Regions from separate parts of the Mus musculus genome. Here regions 1 and 3 are each linked to region 2. A link is a contact called in public Hi-C and HiChIP or PLAC-seq data. All regions are on one chromosome and are shown on one strand. The core of a region is the stretch at or near the end of the contact, and the rest is flanking DNA. Distances in the headings are between cores, read along the strand shown. Region 1 overlaps Tmem131l (transmembrane 131 like). Region 2 overlaps Mnd1 (meiotic nuclear divisions 1). Region 3 overlaps Tmem131l (transmembrane 131 like).

Evidence for each region. HiChIP or PLAC-seq counts read pairs in DNA pulled down with a chosen protein or histone mark. A called contact is a pair of places that touch in the nucleus more often than the background predicts.
Region 1: a Hi-C map of bone marrow-derived macrophages shows a contact between it and region 2, with 30 read pairs. The contact joins two enhancer-like sites. A contact is called at or near these places in 3 of 15 datasets of contacts at CTCF or cohesin (CD8 T cells, the NIH/3T3 cell line and pro-B cells), 55 of 484 Hi-C or Micro-C datasets (the 3T3-L1 cell line, the C10 cell line, the C2C12 cell line and 29 more), 8 of 115 datasets of contacts at active chromatin or transcription factors (CD8 T cells, astrocytes, bone marrow-derived dendritic cells and 4 more) and 3 of 9 other capture datasets (adipose tissue, liver and pancreatic islet).
Region 3: a CTCF HiChIP or PLAC-seq map of CD8 T cells shows a contact between it and region 2, with 5 read pairs. The contact joins two enhancer-like sites. A contact is called at or near these places in 2 of 15 datasets of contacts at CTCF or cohesin (CD8 T cells and pro-B cells), 2 of 484 Hi-C or Micro-C datasets (the AML12 cell line and the STO cell line) and 1 of 115 datasets of contacts at active chromatin or transcription factors (bone marrow-derived macrophages).

The regions. Positions count from the first base shown.
Region 1 is chr3:83,914,575-83,917,274 of GRCm38.p6, reverse strand. All of the region lies in intron 26 of Tmem131l (transmembrane 131 like), which reads left to right. Among named protein-coding and RNA genes, the nearest start is that of Tlr2, 74 kb to the right of the region's middle. Within about 2 kb of position 1,339, at least 33 of the 459 cell types and tissues checked have an H3K27ac peak or open chromatin away from gene starts, as enhancers often do. A contact at or near this core is called in bone marrow-derived macrophages and pancreatic cancer cells, where this site is marked.
Region 2 is chr3:84,124,657-84,127,356 of GRCm38.p6, reverse strand. All of the region lies in intron 4 of Mnd1 (meiotic nuclear divisions 1), which reads left to right. Among named protein-coding and RNA genes, the nearest start is that of Mnd1, 30 kb to the left of the region's middle. Within about 2 kb of position 1,311, at least 60 of the 459 cell types and tissues checked have an H3K27ac peak or open chromatin away from gene starts, as enhancers often do. A contact at or near this core is called in CD8 T cells, bone marrow-derived macrophages and pancreatic cancer cells, where this site is marked.
Region 3 is chr3:83,987,059-83,989,774 of GRCm38.p6, reverse strand. All of the region lies in intron 3 of Tmem131l (transmembrane 131 like), which reads left to right. Among named protein-coding and RNA genes, the nearest start is that of Tmem131l, 52 kb to the left of the region's middle. Within about 2 kb of position 1,269, at least 40 of the 459 cell types and tissues checked have an H3K27ac peak or open chromatin away from gene starts, as enhancers often do. A contact at or near this core is called in CD8 T cells, where this site is marked.

The sequences.
Region 1 (2,700 bases), core at 90-2,589, 210 kb after region 2:
AGAAGGCAGGCAGCAAGCACTGCAGAATCTCCAAAAGGACCCAACAGGGCCGACAGCTGGGAGTGTCTAGGGAGCCCATCTGGTTGAAAGGCAGGCACCCACAGGGAAACATGGGCAGGAAGGCTCTTGAGCTCTCCATATTGGGACTGCCAGGCAGGAGTTAGGAATAGGGGTTACCTCTATGGAGCTGGACCTGTAGTAGCCTGACTTTATTACTCAGAGTTCTCTATATACATATGCACATATGCATTATGTATGTATACATATATGTATTATGAATATATATGAACTGATAAAATGAGGATATGAATATATACACATGCATGCATATGTATACACATATATAGTATATGTTTATATTTAGACTGACTTACCAGATGTGGTCTATATAGTCCAACAAGGGCTGTGTCACAGTGCAGTCTGAGAATCCTGGAGTTGTTTAGTCCATGAGAGTGAATATCCCTGCTGTCCCAATCTAGTGCTGGGGTCCCAGAGGACTCCTTGACAGCTGCTGGTTTTCAGTCTGTGTTGGAATCCTGAAGGAGTTGAATTTAATACCGGGCATAGCGTCTGAATAGACGAATTCAGCAGCAAGATTGAGAGCAAGAGCTTCCTCTCCCCGTGTCCTTTTATGTGGGCTGTCATCGCAGGGCCCAGATTTAGGGGATGCTACCTAACGTGATCCAATCAAGAAAATCCCTCACAGGTGTGCCCAACTTCTGTGGCTTCAGTTGATCCCAGACGTAGGTCAGAGTGACAATCAAGGTCTGCAGTCACACTTTCTCTACGGCATGAGCAAAGGTGTGGCCTGAATCTAAGTACTGGGTGATGTAGGGGTGCATGCGAGGCAGAGGAACAGATGCAGGAAGGGACGCAGAAACCACGTTTTGGAGTTGAGTATGGAGCCAATGACGCCAAGGTTCCTGTGGTCTCATGTCGCCCTGAGAGGCAGAGGTGATGCTGCTGGCTCCCTCTGCCACACACATGTACCAGAACCCTACACCGTGCCAGATGAGCCTTGGGCCAGATGAGCCTTGTGTATGCTGCCCCTTCATTATGAGGTTTTTTTGTTTTTTGTTTTGGTTTGATATTTTCTCCCATTCATCTCAACCATCAAATCATTTGAGGACTTCACTGGCCCCTGATCAGTCCTGTGCCTGCATACACTCTGGGTCTGTGCAGCTTTCAGCCATCTGCACGCAGTGTTGGCAGCTTGCTTAGCAGACTGCAGGACCAAAGATTTGGGGAATTCAGAATGGACTTTGGGACCCAAGGATGTGCCCTTGGTTGCAAGGTAGATATTCTGGTGCCATCATGTGGCTGACCTTGGTCATTGCCTCGGTGTTTGTGTCCTGATTCCGTGGGTTTGTTCCTTCAGGTCAGTGGAAGCTTTCTGCACCACACTGTCCATTAGAGAGAGTCACTCAGGGAGCAGCCCTCGGTGAGCACTGTGTGCATGCAGTTTGCAGGGTTTTTTTCTTGCTCATTCTTAGTGCCTGACTTCATAGCTTCTATAAATCTGTTGTGCACAGACAACTAGCTCTCTCTGTTGACAAGGAGGGTGAAGACCTGGCTTGGAAGCCATAGACTAAGCCTTAGCTCTGGGTTTTTATTTTCTCTTAAATGCTTTGTTTGTTTGTTTGTTTTAGAAAAGCAATTTTGATCACAGAAACATTAAAAGGAAAGGGGGGAGAGATGTATTATGTATCTAAAATGTAATGTTTTTTGAATGAGATCTTTAGCTTTTTTTTAGTGTAAGATAGTTAAGAGTAACTATTACTGCGTGTATATGGAAGTTGTAATCCTGATTTTCTCATGTGGTTGAGTATTGAGTGGGAAGATGCTACTCCATCCTCCTTCTGCAGGCTGCCTCTCCTCTTCACTTCATAAATAACTCTGTGATGAATGATTCGTTCTGACTCACCGTGATGGCTGCAGGCAGGACTGACTGGTTCAGCTTCCTCATTGTCAGGCTGCCTTCCAGGAGGGTGACTCCAGGTGACTTTCTCCTGGGTGGCAGTTGAATGAGCTGGCCTCATTCTCCCTGAAGCATCATTTGTGTCAACAATCTTCTGTTGTTGGGTTCAAGGCCCCCACATGCTAATAAGCTCATGCCCTACCTCTGAGCTATACCCCTAGGCCAGTTAGCAAAATATTGGACATGTGATAGATGAGCAAGGGTGTTTGGTTTGGGGGTGTTGTTGTTGATTTGGGTGATGGGACTTGGATCCAGGACTACTTCTGGGTGGAAACAGTTGTGTTATCTTTTTATTTTATCTAGGGAAAGATGATTTTCCTCCACTTTGTACGTGTGTAAAGTTAAGTGGTAGAGGGAAGTTTTTTTTAAACACCCATCCAAAATCAGCATGGTTGGAACAAACCTCTCAGTTGTGCAGGCTGACAGTTTGTTCCAACCATGCTGATTTCTGAAAGGCAGACAAATGTTAGTGACCACTGACCAGCCCCCACTCTCTGACCCCATTTAAAGACCAACACTTGACCTGTGTTTGTTCTTGGACAGCAAGGCTTTAGTGCATGAGTTGACAAGCCTTTGTTGGCTCTTACAGTCAAGGTGGACACAGACAAAGTTCCCCCAGCAGCAATTAGTGACAAACAACGGTGATTGCTGGCAGCCGTGGTTCTGCCCGAGTAGTCTCTTCTGTGCCTGTCTGTGGACCATCAGACAGAAGCCTGGAGAAC
Region 2 (2,700 bases), core at 62-2,561:
GCACCACCTGTAACTTTAGCTCCAGGGGGATCCAACACCTCTGACCTCCAAGGGCACCTGGGCTCAAGAGCAAATAGCCTCCCCCTAATATAATTAAAAATAAAATAATTGTTAAATGTCTAGAATGGCCTTGAAGTTAATTCTTAAAGCAATCATCCTGGTTTCATTCAGCCTTATAAAGGATGGCGGCTCTGACACATCACATGGAGGAGGCTCTGCTTGGGCAGCAAGACCTTCAGGAGGTTCTCACCTTGTCTCCATCCCCCACTTAGTCTGAGAGGGTCTATGCCCAAGTGAGGAGTGTGGCAGGATTTTGCTCCTATGCCATGTGTACAGTGTGTATATTTATCTTTCAGGGGATGTTCTATGGTAATTCCCCTTGTATTGGACATGAAGTGTAGCCAGTCTCAAAACAGAAAGTGGAACTGGCGTTGCTGAGGTCTGGGGTGGGGAGGGAGGTCTTGTTGAACAGATGAGCAGTTCTGGAGATTACAGGTCACAACAACCTGACTGCGCCTGGCAGTACTGAGTCGCACTCTTAGAAATTAAGGGTAGGAAATGTTGTATGCACTTTATTTACATTTTATAAGTCAAAGCAATATTTTAAATTTGCAATTAAAACATGTGACTTCTTAAAGATAAGAATTTAATTAGCATGGCAGCAGCTGTATAGCAGTATTCAATGGCTTCTGAGACAGGTAAGACCTAGGAAGTCGCTCCCCCAGAACTTTTATAGTTCCTTATTCGGAATCTTGTTTGGAGGCTAGGCCAGGCCAGCCTTTCTAGGAGTTGGTGTATAGGAAGCATTGCATTCTGACAAGTAAAGAACATGAAGCTGGATTTCGTTGTTACTTTTGGAGACAGTGAGAGATGTTCTCAGTTTGGAGTCTCTGCCGCTGCCAGTATTTAGAAACAGGCATGTAGAGATTTTTACAGCTAAAATCGAGTCTTCAAAGAGTAAGTCTACTTTGGGACTATGTAGATAACTAGAATTTAAAAAAAAAAAAATAAAGACAGGCACTACCTCCGTTAATTCGTTTGATGAATGTTTGGTGAATGTTTGCTGTGGCAAGCATTATGACTGATGTCATCACTGTGACGTGGCGTGGTCCACACAGTCATGAAGAGTGACTGAGGATGTTACTTATGTCCATCTAACAAAACACCTGAAATAAGTAACTTGAGGGGGAAAGGGTTTACAGTCGTTCTTCCTGTGGTCAACAGTCAACAGCAGTCACCACCACAGAGACTGTATTCACACTTCCTCTGTAGCACGAAGAAGCCTTTGTGGAGTTAGAACCACCACAGCAAGCAGTCTTTCAGGGGAGGGACTATAGCTTGCTCATCTTTTGTTGGTAGCATGTACCACAGTGACTGAGCTGCAGAGAGATCTGCGAAGTGCTGAACAAACACATTAATCACTGCGCCCCTGCCTGACTTCAGCAGAGCCTGGGCTCAGTCCTAAGTGCTGAGCACTTGGCCTAAGAGTCTTGCCCTGCCCTACAGTCCCTTTCCTTCTGCCTGATAACATATGGCAGTGAAAATGATTTCCACCAAACAGTCAGGATTATTGGAACACTGGTGTAATATTGACTTTAAAAAAAAAAAAAAAAAAAAACTTAGCTTTGGGAATGAATGTTATGTGGGAACAATTAAGTGTGTATTTTTAACTTCATCATTTCATTTTTCTACCATTTTGCCTGAATTATACTTGACAGGATTCTGAGTAACAGATGCAATGTGTTACTGAAAAGGAGGTTCTGTAATCAAAAGAATTTGGAACCCTGGGTTCACACAAGTAGCTAGTTTGAATTCTTGGAGCCTTTAAATATGCAAGTCTTCCTTATCCAGTTTCCTTGAGCTATTAGTGTTCCATGAAACACACTTTAGTAAATTCTGTCCAAGTTTATGGTGTCACTTCAGCAAATTAAGACTGTATGCACTGCCACAGAGTGCCCTCTCAAGTTTGAATTCATTCTGGTTGCCTGAGATAATCTCAGCTTGCAAATTGCATTGCAGCTTGTGTAGACCTCTGCTGGTGTCAACAGGTTCTTTTTTCCTGGTTAAATACACCTGCATGGAGTCTCTGAAGAGCCCAGCTGACATTCCTTAGCCTTAAGAACCCTCTCACCAGGCACTTAGAAACAGACAACTTGGTTAGTATATTTGTAGTGTCTGTCTTACAGGTTATGCATCTATTTTTTTCTACCCAGTTAGCTTACTTCAGATCTGTCTCTGAGAGACATTGGCAAGCAAGAATTTTCCAAGCTACAGAAGTTCACATTGCCCTGATATTTTAAAAATAGTCACATTGGCATTTTTCCAAAATAAATTTGTATATAACTCACTTAAAACCAAATACTATTAACATTCTTAAAGCATATAGCATTTTTACTTTTAATTCTTTGTATATGGGTGTGATTGGGTCAGGTCTCCTGGAGCTGGAGTTATAGGCAGCTTGGGTCTTGAGGAAGAGCAGTACAGCATCTTAATGTCTGAGATGTCTCCCTCTCCTCTCTTGCTCTATTGCTGACATTCTTATGTATGAGTAAACAAATGGGAGAAAAGGAATTCAAATTGGCTTCCATAATAGGGATTCATTATCAGAGGTAAGAATCTAGAGGTAGCCTTCTCAAGGGTGGCTAATTGCACTACACTTTATCTAGACTGCCTTTGACATTTGACTTTCCCTGTTTGGTT
Region 3 (2,716 bases), core at 20-2,519, 140 kb after region 2:
TGAGTGGGCCATGGATTTGGTGGCAGAAGTTATGGTAATTACAGTTTATCATCAGGCTCTAGGCTCTTAAGAGAAAGCCACTGTTTATTGCATTGTGCGTTTTTATCTTTGTGTCCTCTTTGTGAGGACAGGGCCCTAGACATCGGCGCACTCAGCACACTGTAGTGCTCAGTTAGAGTTGGATGAGTGAGGTTATCTGCCTCTTATGGAAAGGTCAAAGGTCCCTTTTGTAATGTCAGGCCAAACTCTTCCAAGTTACACCTCTGACATGAAGAACTGAGGACTCACTGCTAGTTGTTTCTTCTCATCCTTTAAAACCGGGCTGGACCAGCTAGATGAGTGATGTGGCCCACCCTTACAAGCCTCCTCCCTTTAGTGCCTACCTCTCGTCATGGCTTTTCTGAATAGTTTCATGGCTTCTGTCCAGCGCATCAGAGTCTGGGAGCCTCTTTCTGTGTTTCTGGAAACTAAGCTGAGTACCTCAGGGAAAGTACTGGACACATGGACCTAAGCAGTGTCTGATCCGCCTGTAATCTCAGGCTCTTGGCTCCAAGGTGGAGGTGTACTCTGCAATATTGGGTTGTGACCTCTGCTCACAAGCTGATCTTACAGGCCTTCGAAGACCACCTTGCCTCTGCTTCTCTTCAGCTTCCTCCTTTTGAAGCCGTGTTTTCTTAGCCTTGAGGGGCTTCTTTGGTTTTGGTCTTGTTAGTTTGAGAGTGGCTGTTTCTCTAACACTCTCAACCTAAGATTTTTGCTGTGATGAAAGACACAGTGCATCGAGTGCTTGACCGACATCCACAGTGCAGAGCGGCTTGGCATCAGACCGTCTAGGTTGCAGCTTGCCTCTGCAGGCTGGAGACTTAGTAGTAAGATGGGAACGTGCTGAGGTGGAAGCCGGATCGGATGGGATCAGAGCAGGGGTGCGTGTGAGCTTCCAGCAGTTGGCACTGATGGACTCTGTGGGTTGCAAACATAAGCTTGATGTTTGATGCGTCATTTTTCAGTTACTAGAAAAACTGTGTGACATGTTTTAAAGTAGAATGAGCAGTCCGGAATGCCCATAAGCCATTTCACGGTGGAAGCGTAGGGCAGTCAACACTGAGGAACAGTTAGCGAGGGGTGAGAAGAGCTGTTAAGTTGGAGAGGCGGTAAAGGAGGAAGGTGTTTACCTCTGACAGAGGAGCTAGCCGCCTCGACTCCTTAGCTGCTCTCCTTCTTGTGTGGTCTTGCCAGGCAGCTTCCTTGCTGATCCCCTCACCGTGTGTTCCTCTGAAAAGCTCCATATGTGGCTCACTTTCAGAGCCCCCAAGACAAATGGACACAGCCCTCCAGTGTGGGCTGGCTGCTTAGACTCAGGCCAGGAGAGGGCCACTGGCAGTGGTGTCCATCCAGCTGTATATGTGGTGGGTCACAGCGGGCTTCAGAGTTTTGCACTGTTCTGGGAGCCAGCTGTCCTGTAGAGTCTGGCTAGGAAGGACAGACATCCAGTCAGCTGTCAGAAGGTCCAGAAAACACTCACCAGTTGTTTCTCTGGAATCATTTTTATGTTTAATTTTGTCTTGGTTCTTGGGAGAAATGACACTTAACTCAGAGTGTGTGAACTTGGACTTTAATTTAGAAAATGGAAATTTTCTTTTCCAAATAGAGCCACCTGTCTTTGCAGTAGTAAAAGAGATGACTGGTTATGTAGAATTTTCTGTTTAAGGAAATTTTGAAATGTGGTAGGTGGGATGGGATTCTTGTACAAAAGAAATGAAAGTAAACTTTCCATGTAAACCAGTAGATTCTGTGGGTGTACCCCTTTCACTTTCAGTAACTTGAAGAGAAATGTAACGCACTGTGAGTGTTTCCACTTACTGAGAGTGAATGTGCACAGTGAGGAAACCTGTGTGCACCGCTGGTTTAGAAACACAGCCTGTGGTTGTGGAAGGGAGTGGGTTGAAAGACCTGAAAAGCCGAAGAGGAGAGAACTGAATCCGCAGTGCGAATTCCTAAGTCAAACACAAATAAAACCAGATCTGAGCCCTAGGTAGTTCCTTCCAGGGAAAATAAGCTAAGGAGCTTAAGGGCAGCTACATGCATGTCTGCACTTGTGTCTCTAGCCTGAATTTCGTCATTAGCTCCTAACACCTCCCATCCCGCCATGCCTCTTCCATATAACCTGTGCCCACACTTTGCACTCGCTCTTGTCTTAAGTAATACCTGATTGCATTTGTATTTCAAATCTAACTAGTTCCCAGTTAATATTTGTGTCAAAATTTAGAAGTCTTGCTGTCTCACTCATTTTCCTTAGATCTTTGCTAACTCTGTGAGGCTTAGGAACTCTGTTTTAGTCTTGTATCCATTTACTGCCAAAAAATGTTGGTTGAATGTTGATACATTCTAATAATAGGAATTTTTACCTATTTCCCATGTAGGAGAATGTTGGTTCTATCTGTTTAGCTGTTTTTGATAGGGGAATGACAGGAATTGGAAGGAGACAGCTTACTGGAAAAGTTTCTAAAGAGCCAGACACTCTGCATTCTGAGCTAAATCAGAGACCGAGGAGATGCCAGGTACAGAGCTTGAATCTGAGTAGTCTCTCCATAGCAAAGAGAAATAGAAGACAACCCAGAGGAAGTAACGGAAGTGAGAGAGTGCTTTAAAAGCACATACATAAGGGATCTGCATTATAGTTGAGGCTTACTGGCAGGCTGGGTCCTTGTGAGCACTT